2 separate regions of the Rattus norvegicus genome follow, and region 2 is linked to region 1. A link is a contact called in public Hi-C data. All regions are on one chromosome and are shown on one strand. The core of a region is the stretch at or near the end of the contact, and the rest is flanking DNA. Distances in the headings are between cores, read along the strand shown.

Region 1 (5,099 bases), core at 1,738-4,237:
GGGGTTGTATGCATGATGTGTGTATGATATGTGTGATGTGTATTGTGAGTGTTGAGTGTGTGTTGTGTGTGTTGTATATATGTGTGTGTATATATATATATGGTGTATAGTGTGTATGTGCGTATTGTGTGTGGGGGGTGTGTGTAAATATGTGTGTGCAGTATGTATGTGTATGTGGTGTATATGTGTGTGGTGTGGTATGTGTTTGTGATGTGTGTGATGTGTATGTGTATACATATGTGTGTGTCGTGGTGTGTGTGTTATATGTATATTGTGTGTATGTGTGTGTTGTATATATGTATATATGTGTGTGGTGTATAGTGTGTATGTATGTGTGGTATGTGGAGTATTTATGTATGTGTGGTATATATGTATGTGTGGTATGTGTGTATATGATATGTGTGTGTATTGTGTATGTGGTGTGTGGAGTATATATGTATGTGTGGTGTGGTGTGGTACGGTGTGTGTGTGTGTTGTGTATGTGTTGTATGTGTGTTGTGTTGTGGATGTATGTATATGTGTGTGGTGTATAGTGTGTATGTGTGTATTTGTGTGGTGTGCTGTAGTATGGTGTGTGTATGTGTGTGTATTGTATATGTGGTGTGTGGAGTATATATGTGTGTGTGTGGTATATATGTGTGTGTGTGTTGTGGTGTGTGTGTGTGTGTTGTGTATGTGTTGTATGTGTGTTGTGTTGTATATTATATGTGTGTGGTGTGGTGTGTGTGTGTTTTGTGTATGTGTTGTATGTGTGTTGTGTGTATGTGTTGTGCTGTATATGTGTGTATATGTGTGTGGTATATAGTGTGTGTGTGTGTATTGTGTGTGTGGTGTGGTGTGTGTGTGTGTGTTGTGTGTGTTGTGTGTGTTGTGTGTATGTGTGTATGTTGTGTTGTATATTGTGTATGTGTGTGGTGTATAGTGTATATGTGTGTATTGTGTGTGTGGTATGGTGTGTGTGTGTGTGTGTGTGTGTGTGTGTGTGCGTGTGTGGTAATTGCTAGGCTTTTCTTTTCTGCTCCAGTTCAGAAACGGGGCAGTTCCTAACATTCTTGTCACACATCAGGACTGAGAAGTGGTGACCTCACAGCTCGGCATCCCAGATGACAGGGAAAGTGACAGCTGAGAGGCTCCTGCTGGGGAAAGTAGAGGCTGGCATTTACATCACCACATCCCTTCTGGCCAGGCTCTGCTGCCAGAGCTCACAGCGGCTGTGCGGACTGGGCAGAGCCTGCGCCCCTGCTGGGCACTCTGGCTCTCTGTTACTGGGCATAGCCCTGCCAACCTTAGGCAAGTCCCCCAAACAGAGACCCCAAAGCTGTTATAAGAACCAAGAGGCAGGGCCAGGCCCACACTGGCACGTGCTTGGGTGATGCTCACCGACACACTTACAGAGGAAGCCGCCCATGCAGCTCCCCCTTGCCAGAGCCCCTGGGCTAAGAAAAGCAAGGTCCCAGCCACCACCGCCTGCCCAATCCCAGTGCCTGCTCCACTTGGGCAGAGTGAGAGCAGTGTTTGGCAAACTGGGTGACACCACATCCAGCCCCCGTGTGGTTACCGTGTTCCTGATACAGCAGGTGTAGGGCACCCCGCAGGCCAGGGGCCCAGGGGCGCTGCAGTCGTGGTACTGGTTTTTGCTCCAGTCTCTGTAGTCCTCCCCACCACAGCACTTGAACTGAAGGGAAAAGCACCAAGGAAGAGCTGTGGTCATTGCCAAGGTCAGGGTCAGAGGGCAGGAAGCACCAGCTAAGATAGAACGCTTATGAGGTGTGCATGTCCAGGGGTTGGGGTGGGTATGGAAATACCAGGGTGGGGGTGGGGGTGGGGGTACCAGGGCCCCATGAGGTCATACTCTGTTAGGTCAGAGCTGTCAGGAGCAGCCTGGCCATGAGGAAGGGAGTAAGCTCTCCACTCTGGAGAGTTTGCACAGTAAGGCTGGACCACTTCCATTGGATACCAGGTGGTGACTAGACACTGGATGGGAAGTCTGTCCCTGGCAATGGGTCTGCACCTTCTCCTCCCCTGAGGCAGGGTCTGGCTGGGGAAGACAGCCTCAGAGGCCAGGGCCTGTTGAAGCCCTGCTTCACCCTGACCTGAATACCTACCACAGGCTCTCCCCTTAGCTTCCCCCTCCCTCCTCTATTCTCTGTGCTGGGGCCAGCTCCTGGGGTTGGGGACAGAGAACAGTTCTGTAGAGGGTCTAGCTGGGACAGTGTCCTGAGCTCAGCACAGACAAAGAGCAATCCTTCAGGGAGACAAGAGTATAAGTGACAAGAACCATAGCCAAGCATACAGGTATGCCTGCTATCCCAGCAGGAGGAATACTACAAGTTTGAAGCCAACCTACATAGTAAATTCTAATACAGCCTAGGCTACGGGGTGAGAGGCCCTGAATGACCTCTGAGGAAGGGATGCTGTGCACCTGGGCATAGGGAAGTGGGGAGGTGGGGTAGCTTTATAACTGGGAGGACAGGACAGTTCATCTGTGGCATGAACAAGGAAAGGGCAGCTAACGCGCATGTGTAAAGGCTCCGTGCAGAAACAAGGCTGTGTTTCAGGAGTAGGCGGAGAGACCAGCGAGCAGAGTGGGTGAGTCCGGGAACAGCAGCCATATGTAAATAACCAAACAGCCAGAGCAAACAGGGCTCTAGGACTGTGCTCCAGGGTAGAAAGCTGAAGGATGGTGTCGTAGGAGGTCCTGTTCCACACAATCTGGGCACCTTTCTAAAGTCTCCACAGTGCCCTGTAGTCCCTTAGGCCTCAGGATCCACAAACGCCCATCTATCTGTTGTACAAGGGTCATTTGTTCTGCCACAGATGGATACACGCTCAAATCCCCACATCACCACTGTCACCCTCTCTGGGCCTATGCTTATCTACTAGGAAGCAATGCCAACTTTGCCTGGCTGGGCTGTCACTGTAAGAGGAGCCCTGCGTGAAGCATTCTGCACAAGGCCCTGGGAGCATTAGTCACCCCACCCAAGGAGAAATTAAACCCCCAAGCCAGCTAGGAGCTGGTTCCAACAAAAGCATCTACCCAGAGTATGACTCGGCTCTCCCAGCCCAGGCTGGCAGGCACGTTGCTGGCACAAAAGAATCTCCCAGGAGCTGCACCTGTTTCTTCTACAGAGAAGCACAGAGCCAAAGGCCCAGGGTGTAGTGAGGCTGGGCTCTCACAGGGGACTAGGCACACCCAATCGCCAGACTCCACCATCACTGTCCTCATCCAGTGAATGAGGGTGACGCCACCACACTGGCCCTGCTCTAAGCACGTCATAAAGAAAGCAAGTGAGTCTCGGCTATAGCAAAGGGAGAGGACAGAATCAGCCTTATGGTGCGGACAAGAAATCCAGGCCTCAAGACTAAGAGGGAGGCGGGCAGGCAAGCCCAGGGAAAGGGTGGCCCTGCTGCAACTATGACTGCTGCACCCACATACTGGGCTCGGCCTTGGAGAGAGGGACAGTGTCTCAAGGGGACAAACAATTATCGCCACATTCAAAGATGCATCAGAGAAAAGGGAGGGGTCTTGTCCGGTGTCCAATGGAGAAAGCTGGAATTAGAAGAGAAGATTCTCTCTACCTTTGCTAAGGTGAACTCTCCACACTAGAGGGACTGGATCCAGGAGGCTGGACACCAGGGTAAGGCCAGCCAGTCCCAAAAGGAGAGCCCTGCCACCCGGGGGTAAGCCCTGGGGCTCTGTAAAGTGGCCAGAGACATCTGGCCGTGTTGTGAGTTTTCTCCAAATCTGAGGGGCTGTCCACGGACCAGCCATCTGTATTGGGAATGGACCAATGGATCAGCTGTCCAGGGCAAGGGTCCTGGAGGTGCCCCTCTGTCCCTCATACCCCGCTGCCCCGGTCACCTTCTTCTGAACAAAGTCCATGATGTTCTTGAAGTCCAGATCATCATAGTAATTCTCGATTCCTCTCCGGATGTTGTCATTGAGAAAGTCAATGGTCTATACAGGAGACATTGCCAAGGAAAAGGAACACACATGAGAGGCCAGCCCTGGATTATTCTAGAAGTCCAGTTTGGCACAGAGGGGAGACCAACAGTCCCCTCCATGCCCTGAACACCAGGCAAGGCCCAGCCGGCAGACATTCATTCCCCAGGCTTCCAAGGTCCAGGCCCTGAAAGGCTGATCTGCTGGCCTCCAGCTCTAAGGCAGTGTGCTGGATCTGGGCCTCAACCTTCCTGATTCCTCGCATGTACTCTCTCCCTTGCCCAGCCTCAGCCGTGAGCTGGAATCTTCTGTTGGTCCTCCAGCCCATTCTCCGCTCTCATCACCCATCCTCTTGCTTTATAAAGAAGGAAACTGAGCCCCCAGGGGAAGAAGACCACGAGGCTGGGAGAAGAGGGGAAAATAGAGGACACACAGCAGGCTGGTCAAGACTAGAACCCAGGTCCCCTGATACCCCACATGGGCCCTTCTTCATCCTTCGGTGTTCTGACCCTCAGGCCACACAGACTCCATCCAGTTTGAGAGTGGCCAGTCTCTCCCCGGAAGAGTGCTGGGATGCCACCCTCTCCCAGTCAGGCTGGGCTGAGATCCCTGGAATACAAAGCGCCCACAGCAGGCATGGCCAGGGCGGGAGAGTGGGCAGCCCAGCCACAGGCTTGTTGTGACAATTGAAGCTTTCAGAGCAGAGGCAGAGACTGGGCACAAAGGGGTATTCTTGGCTCTGGTACAGGACAGAGGAGCCAGACAATTACTGGGGGAGGGGCCCTGAGGTACACTGGGGGTGGCGGGGCCAGCTCCCAGGCCCTGTTGGGGTTTAGTTTTCCGGTGGTGAACCAGCCCTGGGGACTAAGCTAAGCGAGAAGGAACATCGTCTCATAGTCAACGGCACAGTCCCCACTGCCACCAGACCCCAGGCACATCTCTTAATCTCCAAGCTCCCCTTCTCTCATCCACAAAATAGGGAGGCAAATACAGTCAGCCTTCTCGGGGTGTTAGGAGTTTGAACCCCTCCCCCCAAAAGTGATTGTGCATGCTGGTCACATGGTAGGTCCTGGTAACACCGGCATTTCTGCATGTGGGAAAGAGATCCCTGGGGTTGAGGATTTGGCCCAGTGGTAGAATGCTTGCCTAGCAAGCG
Region 2 (4,882 bases), core at 138-2,637, 38 kb after region 1:
GCAGGAGGATTACTATGAGTTCAAGATTAGTTCTAGGCCAGTCAGAAATGCATAAGATGCTGTCTCAAAACAAATGAGCAAACACACACACACACACACACACACACACACACACACACACACACACCACCACCACCACCAGTTAGACTAAGCTACAGTAAGACCCTGTCACAATAATAACAACAACAATAGTAATAGGTGTGGGGTCACATGCCTTTAATGCCAGCACTTGGGTGACAGAGGCAGGTACATAGAGAGGCCCTGTCTCAAAAAAAAAAAAAAAAAAAAACCAAAAAAACCCCAATAGTAATAACAATAAATAGTAATAATTATCATTTATTGTTATTTTATAAGTATAATAACATAATAAATACACTGTTACTATCTCCCATTTTTTAGCTCTCTGTGGTCTCATCTTGGCCTGCATCATTTTATTTCCACAACTATCCAAATATTTAATAATTACTGTCTCCAACTACAGATGAGAAAACTAAGGTCAGAGCAATAAAGGAACTTCCCCTGATCACTCTGCTAGGAAGTGGCGGGCAGTATTCAAAGCCTGGTTGTGCGCAACCAGTGCCATCCTGATCCTCGTGGGCAAAGCCTCGTGGGCAAACTCGTGGAAATAGCAACACCACCCAGGAGCGGCCACCGAGTTGTCTAGTGGAATGCCCCACTCCAACAAGAAGGCACGCACATTTCCTTGCATCAAGGAGGAAAGTAAGACACCCAAGAGAAACATCTTGGCCAGAGGAAAGGCACAAGCAAGCAGCAACAGGGACCAGACTTGGAATCCAGGTGGCCACAAGCACAAAAGCTGACCACTTCTGGGCTGGCTGATGGGGAGTCACACCCTGAAGGCGTGGTGGGCGCAGCCAATAACATACCCACGCCCTTCAGAGCAGCCAGAGCTACCCCATCAGGTAGGAGCTCAGCAGAGCAGGTGAAGAAAGTGGTGTCCTGTGGGCAATCGGCTCAAACGCTGAGGACTGGGCTGCTGAAACCGAGCTGAGCTGGAGCCGCCACGATATCCCGGTTCCCAGGGAAGTGGTGCGAGAAGCCGTCGCGGCACTCCCAGCGGCCTCGCTGAGTGGCTGAAGCTGGAGCCAACCCTGGTTCGAGTGTAGGAGGCCATCGAGGGAGTGTGGACCGTCCCATACCCCACCCCGATGGGGGCTTCACCGGCCCCATCACTCACCCAGAATACGGTGGAGTAGATGATGAGAGAGAACTTGAGCGAAAGATAGGAGAAGCGCGCGCAGTAGCGCACCTGCTCCGAGTCCCCGCGGGGCATCTTGGCTCCCGCGCGGGGCTGCGGGGCTGCCTCGATCCGGCCACCGCTCCAGGCCCCACCTGCGGCTGTCCAGCGGCCTGGCCCGCCACCCGCGCTCTCTCCCGGGACTGACACAGGCGGGCCGCAATCACCGCTCGGGCCAGGGAGCGGACAATGAAGGCGGCCAATGGACGCGAGGGGGAGTGTCAGGCTGTCGGGGCGTGGCTTCTACTCCGGAGGCGTGGCTTCGGCTCCAGACGTTCAGCAGACCGGGAGAGCGGTGGGGGCGAGACTCAAGGAAGGAGCGCTTCTGGCCATAGATGTCCACGTTCCGGATCCCGGCGTGGGAGCGTGTAGCCTGGAGAGGCGCAGGAGTAAGAACGAGCGTGCCCGGTTCCACATTAGAAAACAGGCTTTCGGCGCTCGCACTGTAGTTCAGTGATAAAGGGCTTACCGAAGAGCCTGGGTGCCTAAGCACGGTCAAAAACAAAGCTGGCTTTGCACGGTTGTGAATGAATACTGCTAGAAAGGGGTAGGGACTGACAGCGACGGTGGGGGCAATTAGGAGGAGGCAGAGACAGGCGGATCTATGTGAGCGATCTGGTCTACACTACGAGTTCCAGGATATCCAGAGCTACACAATGAGATCCTGTTTTGAAAACAAACAAAACAAAACAAAAAACCAAGCAAAACAAAACGCCGAGTGTGTTGTCATTGTAGTTGTATCCTAGCACACTCTTTTAATCCTGTGCCCAAGAGACAGAAGCAAGCAGATCTTTGAGTTTGAGAGCTGCCAGTTTCAGGCCAGCCAAGGCTATGTGTGAAACCCTGTCTGAACAAAACACAAAACAAAAGCATGCAAACGAGTGTGCAAAAGTGATGGTCACATCCTGGAAGGTCACCAGTCCAGCGTGTCCCATTAGAGCATAAGTCTCCCAGAGACATATCTGTTCCCAGTCTTTCAACCAGCTGAGCATGAAAATTCCCTTCTGGTTCCCCGCTCTGTTCCCCAACTTCTTCTCCCAAGAAATCCCCCTCTAGGCCCATCTTCAAACCCAGTCACTACCCAGTCAGCCAGGGTCTGACCGCCTCCAGCCTTGCCTTGGTGGCCTGGGCCACAGGGGGCTATGAATCGGTTTTCCTTGCTAAATGCTCCCAGCTGTACTCTGTTGTTTTCCTGTCTCCAGGCCTAGCCTAACATAGTCTGAGAACCAGGCAGTCTGTGTTTGGGACATTTGTAATTAAATGCACAGCCACTAGTCAAAATCTCTGGAAGTTCTGAGTGGGGCCTCTGGTGGTGAGTCTGGGAATGACACCTACAGACAAGTTGGGGAGAAATATCCAGGAGGTAGGCAGGCTAATCCTGGTATTTCTATTTAAAGGTGTGTGTGTGTGTGTGTGTGTGTGTGTGTGTGTGTGTGTGTCTGTGTGTCTGTGTGTCTGTGTGTCTGTGTGTCTGTGTGTCTGTGTGTCTGTGTGTGTGTCTGTGTGTGTGTCTGTGTGTGTGTCTGTGTGTGTGTCTGTGTCTGTGTGTGTCTGTGTCTGTGTCTGTGTCTGTGTGTCTGTGTGTCTGTGTGTGTCTGTGTGTGTCTGTGTGTGTCTGTGTGTGTCTGTGTCTGTGTATCTGAATGCTGTGAGTGCGTGGTGGCTCTTGGATCCAGAGCTGGATGTTGGAGTTTCAGATAATGGTGAACCAACAGACCTGGGTACCAGGGACCATAATTAGGTCTTCTGCAAGAACAGGAAGCCATCTTAAGCCTGGGCCATCTCTCAGGAACTGCATTTTTTCCATTTGTTTTTTAAAAACATCTCACTATGAAGCATACGCATACACACACACACACACACACACACACACACACACACACACACACACAATAAAGTAAGCACAGACTGGGTAAAGTAACTTAGACACTGTCCTTGTCCAAACAGAGTAAAGACTTTACGGAGGTGCTCCTCCATATTGAGACAGCACACTGGGCTAAATCATTTTGGGGGACACACAGCTGTCAGTTACCTGAATCCTGTCTCTACAATGTCCTTGAGCAAGCACTTCCTGCAAGTCTTAAGTGATTTCACTGAAGTTACAGGAACCGGTTTTGTGGCTATCGGCTCATAAAGGTTAGCATTGTGGCTATCTGTACCGCCCTTAGAGCATGTGCTGAGATTTCTCTTCATGATAACTTAGCGGAACATTTAGGGGGAAACTGCCCTTGTCAGTAATGGCTGCGAAGGTGGAAAGAGAAGGAAGTAAGAATTCTACTTAGCTGGTGTCCTTGGGTACTTCTGCAGCTATACATACAACTGGACCCTCGACTTTCTAGTCTCTGTTTCCCCATCTCTGAAACAATGAGGTAGGACCGTTTCTATTCCCCTTCGACAACCTTAGATTCCTTCTTCATCAGATCAGACAGCAAATGTGTAAGCCACTTCTCGGGCTCTGAGGAAAGCTTCAAAAGAAGACGAAAGAATCCCTGTGCTGTGCTACTGAGGCGTTGGAATTGTAACAATTTGTTGAATGTACTGAGGCGTTGTTGGAATTGTAACAATGTGTTGAACCTGTTGCTGGGAAGAGGTTAACTTCAGATGCAGGTGTATGCTAATGTTGCAATGAGCTTCCCACATAGAAACAGCTGGTGCAAGGGCTGCAAGGGAGGCACAGAGCTTCCAGGAGAGCCGGAGGGCGTGGTGGTGACCAGAAAGGAACTCTATCTTTCTTAACGCTACAATCTACAAATGACAGCAACTTCTCCCTAGCCATAGAAGGGAAACCAAACCAGAGACTCTGTTTATTTCCCATTATAGTGCAGACCACCAGTAAGGTTTATGTGGAAAGTTCACGGAATCTCACCTGCCATTCAGAAGATAGCTAGGAAGGTCCAGTGATAAGGGAGTAGCTGAGGTGGAGGGTGTGAGAATAAGGGCTAACAGTTGAATTGGGCTATTTCTAGCTGGCACACCCCAGGGTAGTTGTGAATTTGGCCCAAGAGAAAATCATGAACTTATTTAAATCATTGCAAAAAGCTCTTCAGCAACTTTTTTTCGTATCTTGATTACGTGGGTCTCAGACTTGTTGCAGACAACAGTGTCCTGTTGTGACATCAAAACATTGGGTTTGGGGGGCTGGAAAGATGGCTCAGTGGTTAAGAGCACTGACTGCTCTTCCAGAGGTCCTGAGTTCAATCCCCAGCAACCACATGGTGGCTCACAACCATCTGTAATGGGATCTGATGCCCTCTTCTGGTGTGTCTGAATTTACAGTGTACTCATATACATAAAATAAGTAAATATATCTTAAAAAAAACCAAAACGTTGGGTTTGTCTGGTAGAGGCAGGGCTTACAGAGGGGTGGGTGTGGCTTGTGAGGAATGTCTGGGATCCCCCCTAAGTTTGGCTTGGGTAAGTTTGCATTGAAGAGTAGGTAGGTGCTCCTGTCATTTACAAAGAGTGAAGAAGGCAGGAATAGATACAGGTTTCATGGTGGTAATGGCACTGGTGGTATTAATTGTGGTAATGATGATGATGGTGACGATGGTGATGATACTGCTGGTGGTGGTGGTGGTGGTGGTGGTGGTGGTGGTGGTGGTGATAGTGATTGTGATGGTGATG

What was found. Hi-C and Micro-C count contacts between places; a contact is called where the count stands out from the background.
Region 2: a contact with region 1 is called in a Hi-C map of Schwann cells, with 3 times the contacts expected there. The contact joins the promoter of Tspan15 here to the enhancer-like site in region 1. A contact is called at or near these places in 11 of 12 Hi-C or Micro-C datasets (the A7r5 cell line, the Rat2 cell line, Schwann cells and 6 more) and 1 of 1 datasets of contacts at active chromatin or transcription factors (oligodendrocytes).

The regions. Positions count from the first base shown.
Region 1 is chr20:30,676,519-30,681,617 of GRCr8, forward strand. It overlaps Tspan15 (tetraspanin 15), which reads right to left. Exons shown (of 8, transcript NM_001115032.1): 4 at 3,863-3,958; 5 at 1,559-1,675. Among named protein-coding and RNA genes, the nearest start is that of Tspan15, 39 kb to the right of the region's middle. Within about 2 kb of position 2,988, at least 57 of the 93 cell types and tissues checked have an H3K27ac peak or open chromatin away from gene starts, as enhancers often do. A contact at or near this core is called in Schwann cells and prefrontal cortex, where this site is marked.
Region 2 is chr20:30,716,264-30,721,145 of GRCr8, forward strand. Tspan15 (tetraspanin 15) reads right to left here and starts at 1,388. Exons shown (of 8, transcript NM_001115032.1): 1 at 1,199-1,388. The coding sequence starts at 1,294. LOC134483918 (a long non-coding RNA gene) reads left to right here and starts at 1,447. Exons shown (of 2, transcript XR_010061113.1): 1 at 1,447-1,647.